Linked DNA regions of Zea mays: all the other regions are linked to region 4. Evidence: chromatin contacts called from public Hi-C data. All regions are on one chromosome and are shown on one strand. Each heading gives the region's core, a stretch centred on a gene start, on an enhancer-like site or on the middle of the called end of the contact. The rest is flanking DNA. Distances are from core to core; before and after follow the strand shown.

Region 1 (2,700 bases), core at 190-2,689, 180 kb after region 4:
CCCGGGTGTGCGGTCGGACCCAAAACACCGACATGTCCAATCTATCCTCTCAGGCCGTATATATACCTGTAAATCCAATGAGAGATGCTTGCAGCAGGACGACTCTATGGAAATGCCAGTTTGGAATATATATGCAATGTACGTAACTACGTACTCATCTTAATGTCGACACTTACTATCCATGGCCCTAAGATATACTCCCTCCGGTGCAGTAAATGTAGTCGTTTAGGACATGATTGTGCATACCAAGGAGTGATTAATTATCATGGAGTTTTCTCTGTTTGCCCTTATTAAATAGGGATATGGGTAACGTGTTTCACACTATCTTTGGATAGATTTTTTTTGTGTCAACTCTCATGTTTCACGCTTCCTTTGGACAGATTTTGATTTGAACTTACCTCTAGATGAGTTTGGCGCGGTTGTAGAGAACCACCGACGAAAAGAGATGACAAAAGATATGAGGAAACAAGTGTACCAAGCGTTGTTGGCTAGAAGCAATAACGGGAGACTCCACAAGAAAGATACCCAAATTGTTGCCAACCAATTTGATCTCCACCTTCGGTCAGTGCAGCGCGTATGGAACAGAGGTAAAATGCAACTTGCAAACTCGGTGCCGGTTGTGGTTGCTAGTCTAAAAAAGGGAAGAGTTGGTCGTAAAGCAATTCCTCTGCTGCTGAGTCCGGCACGAGCTCGAAGGAGTCCAGCGTGAGCTCGAAGGAGTCCGGCGCGACCTCGAAGGAGTCCAGCACGAGCTCGAAGGAGTCCAACGTGGATTCTGAGTCAGACGCGACGGAGTCCAGTGACATCTCGGAGTCCAGCGACATCTCGGAGTCCAGCGAGGACGAGACGTCATCCTTGGCCACGGCGAGCGCAGAGTCGGAGTCCATGGCGAGGCGCGAGCAAGGAAAGCGAATGCGAGACGCGAGCAGAGTCGTGCGGTGTTTGCATGTCAGGCGCGCGGTGTTTGCATGTTTGGCGTGGGCGTTAATGCATCACGTTGGTTTCCTTGCATCGTGCGGTGTTTGCATGCGAGACGGAGTAATAATGCATGGCGTGCGGTGTTAATGCATGGCAACGGGCGACGCAGAAAACGAAGCAACGGGCGACGCAATTACTCAGGGGCAGTGACGTCCAAATTCTAGACCCATGCGTGCTACGATTTCTTTTGTGCACGTTCGGTCACACGCAGAATGACTTCCTTTACTGTACCGGAGGGAGTACATGTGATCTCCGGGCATGTGGTTTATTTTACTCTGGTCTCTGGGACTCTCATGATGATGATCATGTCAGCGGTGCCAACGATTGTGGATCGCGATGACACGACAGCGTAGGAGATGTTGATGGGCTGAGTCGGACGAGACGCCAGCAGGATGGCCCTTGGCGCGAGCCAGATGCCAACAGCCCTGTGGATGTGGGTGGCAGCGTGGAGGCTCGTGGCCGCCACACCCGCTGCAGCGTTACAGGAGGCGCATGCGCCTAGCCGTGGAGGAGCACGCGGCGGCACGCGCCAGGCGGGAGCGCCGGAGGGTGCCGCCCACGCGTCCACGCGTGCCCCTCCCCCAGCCTGCCACCTCCCGCACGCCCTCCTGGCCCGCGCGGGTAGGCCGAGCCCACCGGCGCCCAACGGAACGGCACGAGCCGTTACGTGGCCGCGCCGCGCGCGACCCACCGCCTTCTTCTTTTCTGTTTCTTTTTCTCCCCCTCCAGCCGCCCGTCCTCTCGGTCTCCGACCACGACTGTGCGCCTTCCTAAGTAACCCTAGCTCGGCGCCCTCCCTCCGCGACATCCAAGCCCGGCAATCTCATCGTCGCGCTTGCACCGTTACGCAGTGCGACCTCTGCGTCTTCGAATCCAGGTAGGTAGGTAGACTTGCCTGCTGTTGGTGGCCGGAGGGCCGCTGTTGCCACGCCGCCTCAGGGGAGATGGATGGGCATGGGCTAATTGATTGGTTTATTGGTCCGCTCATGGTTCGTAGGTCTCTGCAGGAAGGTAGAGAGGAGGAGGAGGTTTGTGGCAGGATTTGACCAGCCCAATGGTTCCATCCGAGATGGGGAGCGTCGCCACCGCCGTCAGCACGCCTGCTGCGGACAAGCTGCTCCATGGGTAAGAGGCCTGTTTGGAAACAAGAGCTAATTGCTAGCTATTTAAAAATGACCCCTAGCTCCGTATCCATAGTGTATCCAAACTAACAACTGACTTAACTTTTTTAACTAGTTGTTAGCCAACCTTAGCTAATTTGAGCTAATTTCTAGTCCAATTAGTAACACTAAGTCTCCTCGGACCGGAATGGAACTTTCAAGATTCAATTCCTTTTGGGGTGTCGGTGTTTCCATTGGGTGGTACAGTATGTTGCAGAGTTTTGTCTGCGTGTGTTGTCTTGTGTCCTCCGGTGGACTATAGAGTTAATGGCACTATGCAACAATATTGGTATCCAAGAAGTTAGTTCTCGTAACAAAGTAATGGGATTAGTTTAGGATTAAGCACGGCTTGGATAGAAATGGGCATGAAAACGGCTGCTAAATTTCTGAATTCTGGATTAACTCCTATCAGTTAGGCACTTAGGCTGCTGTATAATTTTATTGCTGTTTCCTGCCAATTTGATTCTTTTCGTGGGAATGAAGTGGACATGAAAGCGGCTGCATGCTTGTGTCGACGACTTCTTGCTGAAAATGGTGTTCTGTCTACCTCGTCTCGTATAGG
Region 2 (2,700 bases), core at 15-2,514, 140 kb before region 4:
TGGCCAGAGGGTATTTGACTCCGTATTACCTCGCCCAGCATTACTATGCCAATGATCCTTTGACCAGCAGGCAAGTATTTTTTTTACTACTCCTACACAGTTGCATTTGTGTAATGTAATCTAAACCATCATACATGATGGTTATATGTGCGTCGTCGCCAGCAGGCTGTTTACGACGAACGGCGGCGGTCACCCTTCGTCCCATCACAACCATACTCGTCAGGACGATCAGATCCAGAGCGCTGTCACTATACAGGCTGCCTCGTCTGAGGTATCTGTTTTTCTTCTTCTCAAATTATAAAGCTATTTTAATTTTTTAAGAGTCAAAAGATATACTAAGTTCGACTAAGTTTATATAATAAAATAATATTATTTACGATACTAAATAATTATAATAAAATTTATTGTTTACAGTATAACTATTCGATACCATAAAAAAAATATTTCTATATTTGTTATCGAGATACTTTGACTTATAAAATATTTAGGATAATTTAAAATGATTAAACTAATATATATATATATATATATATAATAAAAGATACCTAGAAAAATTCTAAACAAATAGAATTTAGAGCGGAGCAAGTAAATTACCGAACCTTTATCCCCGTAATCTACCGATTCAATTTTCAGTGGCGAGAATGTTCATTACAGTACGGTTTTACCCGGTCTGACGTGCAGAGCTCATCATCGGTGAGCCAGTGGCAGCAGGGTCACCGGCGAGCGCGTGCCAAGCCCAAGCCTGGCCAGACGACGGCGCCGCCCCAGGTCGCATTCGTGGACCTCGGAGACTCGGACGACGACAATGGCGGCGGCGACGTCGAGGAGCTGGACTTGGAGCTCAAACTATAGAACGAAGTAGGATTTTTGCTGTCCAAATGTTAGGTTCTCGATCCAACAATGTGTTAATTAAATTCTTTATCTGCATGGCTGCACTGCATAGAAGCTGTCAAAATCCATTACTACAGCTGGTACACACTTCGAGCGTACCGTACGTATATTCCATTGTGTAGAGCAGTTTGGTTTCCTGTGAGTATAAATAAATATATAACGTTTACTGTTTCGTCGTGTAATAAAAATAAAATAAAAGTCGTCTTGCCGCGCCGTTGACGTAAGATTTGCACGGCGCCTTCCACTCTGCCCCTGTCCCTACTATAAAAGCGTTCGCCCCCCGTCATTTTGATAAAAACCATGTAAAAATATATCTAAATAAAATATAAAATAAAAGGCTCGACGTCGTCGTCACCTCTCTCGCCGTCCACGAGTCACGGCGGGCGGGCGGCGGCGGCGGCCGGGGGTCCCGGTTGCACACGGCTCGCCACCATGCCTGACCCCACCACCAAACTCCCCTCTCCACGCCCCCGCCGGCGCCGCAGGCTCTTCAGCCTCTGCCTCGGCACAGCGCTCCTCGCGCTCATCGTCTCCGCGCTCGTCCACGTCGTCGCCCAGCCGCCGGGTCCCGCTCCCGCCTCCGCGCGCTTCTCCGTCATCATAGACGGAGGCAGCACGGGCACCCGGGCCCACGTCTTCGCGGCGGGGCCCGACGGCCGCCCGGATCTGGCGCGCTCCACCGTGATGCGCGTCTCCCCGGGCCTCTCGTCCTTCGCCGCCGACCCGGCGCGGGCCGGGGAGTCCCTGAAGCCTCTGTTAGATTTTGCGAGGGATAAGATTGGCGGCGCCGTTAGGGAGGCGGAGGTGCGGCTCATGGCCACCGCAGGGCTGCGCCTGCTCGAGGAGCGCGCCCAGGAGGCGATCTTAGCGTCTTGTAGGGACGTTCTACGAGCCTCTGGGTTCCGGTTCGAGGACGCGTGGGCCAAGGTGATCCCAGGTACTGCTTGTCCCTTGCCATTTTCTGCCATCTGGGGCAAGTCACTGTACTTTAGCTGTAAAATGTTCGGTCGCTGATTGCACTATGGATAGGGGATTGGATGCTTAAGCTCTAAAATGCTCGGTCTGATTGCATTGTGGTAAGGGAATTGGGTTTTTAAATTAGATGACCAATAATGCAATGAATTGGAAATGCTAACTGATTCCAGGTGTGTTGTGTATGTAAAGAGAGTGCCAATTGCTGCGGGTTTGTTGTTGCAAATCTGCAATAGATGTGAGTCGATGGATTTAGAAATGACTAGCAGAAATATGTAGTGGAGATGCAGCTTTAGGGGATTCCTATATGACACTTCTGTTGGTTGACTAAGAAAAAACTGGAATCAATATGACGGCATGCAGCAATTTATAACCAATCTATGCAGTGCAAATTAGTAACTAGCTTAATTTCGTTGTTTGTGTGTTTTTTTTGGGAGGGGGGGGGGGGGGGGGTTATGGTGTGTAAAAGTGTTTTTTGTATCATTAGCTGTTACACTTGCTGGTTCTTCTTTTACAGGCTCGGATGAAGGTGTCTATGCTTGGGTTGCGGCAAATTATGCTCTTGGAAGACTTGGAGGGGATCCTAACAAAACCGTTGGAATAATTGAACTTGGGGGCGCTTCAGCTCAGGTTTAGTGATGAGTGCATACACAGTTTATGATCTTGCATCTTGCTTAGCTACAGTGCATGCTAATGAGTCCCTGACACTGTACTAACATTGAAAAGGGCTCAGCTGAAATTATGATTTCTTTAAACTTTATAAATGCCTTCAGTAATATAGGAATACAGGATGGTCAAATTCCACTTGTGGTTTTTTTATGTCAATACATATAATAG
Region 3 (2,700 bases), core at 155-2,654, 250 kb after region 4:
TTAAGCATGTTGCCAGTGTAGAACTGCAGGCCCGGCTGGTCGGCCCACAGCTCCATGACGCGCCCGGAGTCCGCCTCGCTGACCACGGCCACCTTGCGCACGCCTTGCCCGTCCGTCTCGCCGTCCAGCACGTAGTTGATGTCGTACCCACCCTCGACCTCGGCGATGTGCGCGCCGGGCGCCGCCGGGGCGCGGAAGTCGAAGGGAGTGCCGGCGACGGGGGTGACCGCGCCCGTCGGGATGAGGCCGCGGCCCACGGGCGTGACCGCGGACGCGAAGATCTGGACGGCGTGGCGCAGGACGGTGCCGTTGCCGTGGCCGCGGAGGTTCCAGTACGTGTGCTGCGCCAGGTTCACGGGGGTGGGCTTGTCCAGCGGCCGCGCGTACATGGTGACGCTGTACGAGCAGTCGCCGTCGATCTTGTAGGTGACCAGCACGTCCAGGTTGCCCGGGAACCCTTGCTCGCCGTCGTAGCTGCGGTAGGCGAAGGTGATGTGCGGGAACTCCCCCGTGACGCGCTCCCGGACGGACCAGAACACCTGGTTGAACCCGCGGTGGCCGCCGTGGAGCGTGTTGTTGCCGTCGTTCCGATACGTGTGGTAGGCGTGGTCCCTGATGGTGAACCGCCCGCCGGCGATGCGGTTCGCCACGCGCCCCACCAGCGCGCCGAAGTAGGTCGTGTCGTTCTGTTGTTTTATCATCAGTAGATTGCAAATCAAATCTCAATAAGTAGTAGATGTCGTCGTGCGTGCATGGGGGGATTCATCAGCATTGTTCTCTTACCACGTACGATCCGATGTTCTTGTAGCCAAGAACGACGTCGTCGATGTGCCCTGTGCCGCAGGAACCAGAAATTAAACAGATTAATTCGCACGCAAAGATCAGGCGCAGGAATGTAAGGCATTTTGGTCACCGTTCTTATCGGGGAGCCTGACGGAGAGGATGGTGGCGCCCCAGTTGGTGACGACCATGGAGAACTCGCCCCGACGCAGCTCGTAGAACCCCAGGGACTGCTTCCCTCGCTTCCTCGCCTCCACGCCGCCACTCCCGAGCGCCACCAAGACGACGGCCAGGCACAGGACGAGCAGGATTCCTCTCTTGGCTCCAGCCATCGATGCCTCCCCTCAGCTAACAACCTACTACTACTCTATCTATCTGTCTGCACTGGAGATGTGATTGCCTATTTATAGAGGACGATGGATGATGACGATATAATCTGCAGATAACGGGCACCGATATAATCTGCAGGCAGTTCTAAGTTCTAACCGTCGCAAATTGACCACTGACCAGTCAAACCCCCGGCGCACCCGCGAACCCGCCCCTCCGTCCTTAACGGGTCAGGTCTTTCAGACGGCCTCCTCCTAACCTGACCCAGTGACCCGACCCGCAGAAAAAATCCAGTCAGCGAAGGGTTCCTCTGACCGGGCGAGGCTCTCATGGCGGCGGCTGACCCCGAGACGGCGGCGGCGCTGCGGGGGGAGGTCGCCGCGCTGCGGATGCGCGTACAGGTGTGGAGCCCTAGCTGCAGTTTTGATCTGTGCTTGCTATGCATGTCTTCGCCTAATCGTTGCCATGGGTTCGGTACGTTTTTCTCCTCCTAAATTGCGGGTTGGAATTTGGATGTGGCTAGGAGCTGGAGGCAGAGAATCAGAGGCTGGCAAGGATTGCTTCGACCTGTACCTGCGGATTCAAGGTGACGGCTCTTCACTCTCTTTCGGCTGCAACTGCAAAGATATGTAGGCATGAACACGAGGTGTGGTAGAGCGGTTTTGTTCCTTAAGCCTTATTTATAGACACGAGGGATTTGACAACCGGATTCGTACTTATACCATTTTCACCTTTTGGAGGGTAGTGTGAGGTATCGGTATAGTTTGCAGTAACTATTCCATGCGATTGCTTGTTGGCTGGAAAAAAATGAAAGATTTTGCTGTTTTGCTGCTTTCCTGTTTTAGTTAAGACATATAATATTATGATGCATCTGTGAGGAAAGACAATGACTGCCTATAATCCGTATCGGCTTCTACTGCTTTTACAATGTTTTGTCTCTATGGATTGCAGCTGCAGCAGCCCGAATAGCCAGCTTTAATTCGAAGCGAACAACCTGTATGATTCAGTCAGCTCCAGAAGATGCAATTGCCACTGTTGTTTATGAGAGCTAATTAGAGCATCTCCAAGAGAGGTTTTAAATGTGACCCTATTTTAATATAGGGCTCGGAACCATAAAACACCCTTCCAACAATGGCCATATTTTATAAAATTTCACCAAACGATTATATGGCTTGGTCTCTTGGGTCCTAAATATAGTACCCTATATACTGAAGCCCTATTCTCATTAACTCTCTCCAACCATTAGTTTCCTAATACCATGATTTATTTCCTAAATAGTATTGTTTAAGGCCTGACTGTTGGAGGACAAAATTGTTTTGAGGCCCTAAACAATCTAAACACGGTCCTATTTCAAAATTTAGGACTATTTTAGAGTTTATTGTTGGAGATGCTCTTAGAACTTATCTTTCTGGCATCGACCAAAACTTTTTTAAGGTTGTTTCTCTGCCTATAAATTGTTGCGACATGATAATCTTTGTTATAGCATGTGCTGACATGAATTACAGGGAGAATTGAGAACATGTAATGGTTGTTTGCTGCCAGAGAATACATGCTAACAGAAAGTTTCCATCCATTTAGAATTATATGCTAACA
Region 4 (2,700 bases), core at 65-2,564:
CAATTCTTAGTTTCCCAACATGTGCTTTGTATTCCCATGAAAACTCATAAGTAGCTTTAATGAGAACAACTGCATAATTGTCTGAAGTTTTATGAATGAATCGGCAGCTTTTTTCCCCCCCTCTATTGTCTGTTCCTTCTTGAAGTTGATTTGTCGTGATGCTATTTTCAGTCTTAAAGAGTAGTTTAGACTGAGAACCGTACCACCTTAAGAAAAACTGTAGCTGGTGGGCAAACGGAAAGAAGTTCAACAAAAGGAAAAGGTAAAAAAAGAGAAAGTACAGTATGTTCAAACGGACCTCCGTACCCTTGCTTCTGTGAAAAGCGAGCGGTCTGTTCGGCCTTGGCTTGTCCACACCTGCAAATATGCAACCAGATCATCTGATAAAACCATAATAACTTCAATTGGGGTGAAATATCGTCTGGAATGTAATGTTTCCCTGCCTTGAAAAAGAGAGCAAGCAAACTTCATTGACTCTTGATCGGTCTCAGTGGAAGTTCGTCTGCATTAAATAGATTGTCACATAGGAATTTTTGTTGACATGACAATATATTTTAAGAAAAGAGAAGAAATGATGAAACTCTTTTGCTAGGATTATCAACTCCTTTTGAGTCATAAAATTAAATGCCTATGAAAGTATAGAATGAAACTTTCTATTGATGGTGCATGTTCCTAAGCTAACAAAATATTATCATCAAGTGCTCGCAAGAAAAAACAAAATATATTTTCAGGCAGGAAACAAGACCAGAGCAAAGCATTCCTTCTTGGCGTTTGAGAAATGGAAGCAGCGAAGAACCCTCGGGGATGGTGAAGCGGAACAGTGGTTTGTCCTGGAGCATCTGCACTGAACTGGACGCCCCCGTGCGATGTTAGTCGCTTGTTTCATTGGTGCCAGCTAAGTAGCGATGGCTGAAGAAGCCAGACCACGCTTCCCACCTTCCCTAAAAGCCATGGCTACTCGGCTAGGCATTCCATCGAGCAGATGGGCGGCGCTCCTATATGAACAGAGGCGCACAATGTAGGATCGGCAATTTGCATCGGCGAGGCTGCGGTGGCTGAGAACAATCGCAGCAAATGGAACTGGGATCGGAGCGATGGATATCGTCGATGTAGATTCCTGCGCCGAGGAATTTGCGTGGGAATTCGGAAATGCAGAGGCCGGACTGGAGGCCCAGCTGCAGAGCAGACGCGTTTTTTGTGCGGAAGAAGCCGCACCGCATGTAAACGCCCTCTCCATCTACCCGCCCACGTGTCCGATTCCGATCTGACGGACCGGATGGAAGCACCGGAACTGCCGGCCCAGCCGGTCGACTTTGAAGGCGAAAACGCGGAAGAGAAAGAGAGGACAGAGGAGCCCGCTTCAGGCTTCAGGCTTCAGGCGGACACATCCCTCGCCTCAATAGCTCCGCCGCTGGCGATTAGTGAAGAGAGCTCCGAGGTGGTATCCCTTGTATCGCATAGATTCCGGACTCTAGTCGTCGCGGTTCTCGCAAGGTCCGCGGATCCGCGCCCCGCTCTGGATCTCCGCTTGATTTGTTGTTCTGGAAGGTGTGTACAAGAATGGCTCGGAGTTCCGCCTCTTGTGATCTCCGCTTCTCTGTTGCAGCCTGCTATTTTGACCCATTGTCCCCTTGCAGTACCTCGGCGATTGGGTAGTGGCTAGTCTTTGTTTGGGTTTAGCGGCTGCAGAATTCTAGGGGGATTGGGTGAATTATAAGTAGGGTAACGCGAAGGAAAAACCATTGAATTTACAATTATTCCTTTTCATTACGCCATGGAGTCTACTCTGCAAATTGAGATCCCGTAATGACGAACCCTGGTTTCCTACATTTACTTGTCATGTGTTGAGATAGGTGGCTCTAATTTTTGGTATTGTCGAATAATATTTTTGGATTTTAATAGATATTTGTTGCTCTCCAGGTTCTGCAAGGACCATTGAATTTTAACCGATAATTTAACATTACATTTGCTAGTTATTTTATACTGAAAAGGTGTGTGTGATGCAGCATTGAATGTTAGTTTAATTTAATTGTTATAATTTATAGTAGCTGGCAAGAGTGGTTAAGGTTTTCAACCAGTGATATGATACCCAAATTCTCTTGGTAATCTTTTCGACCATGCAACATATCGCCATATCGGTGGCTTTTGACAAAATCTAGATCTTTTTTTAAGGGAAATCTAGATCTAGGACTTTATGGATTTACTTCCTAATTCCTCCCTTTTCCTATTGTTAAGGAACTTCTTAGTTGATATCGTTTTACATAGATATCAACTAAACTGACTCACTGAATCTTAATTTTAAGGTATGGCACGAAACTTGACCGACAACAGGACCAGAAATACACTAGTTATGATTGTGATTTTTGGTCTCTGTTCCTTCTTCTATCTCTTGGGTGTTTGGCAGAAAAGTGGTTCTGGAGGAGGAGACGGGATACAGACTTGGGTCAATGAACAGACCAAATGTGCACAACTTCCAAATCTGAGTTTTGAGACCCACCATAGTGCATCCAACCTTCTGAATGATACTGATAATTCCAAAATTGAACCATTCAAGCCATGTGATGAGCAATACACTGATTACACTCCTTGTGAGGAGCAAAGTCGTGCAATGACCTTCCCTAGAGATAACATGATCTATCGGGAGAGGCATTGTCCACCGGATAAGGAGAAGCTTTATTGCCTGATCCCAGCACCAAAGGG

Evidence for each region. Hi-C and Micro-C count contacts between places; a contact is called where the count stands out from the background.
Region 1: a contact with region 4 is called in a Hi-C map of leaf, with 7 times the contacts expected there. The contact joins the promoter of LOC100282178 here to the promoter of LOC103635742 in region 4. A contact is called at or near these places in 5 of 25 Hi-C or Micro-C datasets (bundle sheath, ear, leaf and 1 more).
Region 2: a Hi-C map of tassel shows a contact between it and region 4, with 2.6 times the contacts expected there. The contact joins the promoter of LOC100273224 here to the promoter of LOC103635742 in region 4. A contact is called at or near these places in 4 of 25 Hi-C or Micro-C datasets (ear, endosperm, leaf and 1 more).
Region 3: a Hi-C map of leaf shows a contact between it and region 4, with 7 times the contacts expected there. The contact joins the promoter of LOC100279238 here to the promoter of LOC103635742 in region 4. A contact is called at or near these places in 2 of 25 Hi-C or Micro-C datasets (ear and leaf).

Annotation. Positions count from the first base shown.
Region 1 is chr1:65,827,616-65,830,315 of Zm-B73-REFERENCE-NAM-5.0, forward strand. It overlaps LOC100282178 (amelogenin precursor like protein), which reads left to right and starts at 1,440. Exons shown (of 5, transcript NM_001155090.1): 1 at 1,440-1,855; 2 at 1,986-2,103; 3 at 2,700. The coding sequence starts at 2,033.
Region 2 is chr1:65,509,763-65,512,462 of Zm-B73-REFERENCE-NAM-5.0, forward strand. LOC100273224 reads left to right here and starts at 1,265. Exons shown (of 8, transcript NM_001147666.1): 1 at 1,265-1,828; 2 at 2,381-2,493. The coding sequence starts at 1,324.
Region 3 is chr1:65,895,305-65,898,004 of Zm-B73-REFERENCE-NAM-5.0, forward strand. LOC100279238 (pseudouridylate synthase) reads left to right here and starts at 1,405. Exons shown (of 18, transcript NR_158723.1): 1 at 1,405-1,508; 2 at 1,631-1,693. LOC100283171 (aldose 1-epimerase) reads right to left here and starts at 1,157. Exons shown (of 3, transcript NM_001156073.2): 1 at 914-1,157; 2 at 784-833; 3 at 1-686. The coding sequence starts at 1,112.
Region 4 is chr1:65,646,286-65,648,985 of Zm-B73-REFERENCE-NAM-5.0, forward strand. LOC103635742 (probable methyltransferase PMT2) reads left to right here and starts at 1,315. Exons shown (of 7, transcript XM_035964005.1): 1 at 1,315-1,548; 2 at 2,304-2,700. The coding sequence starts at 2,306.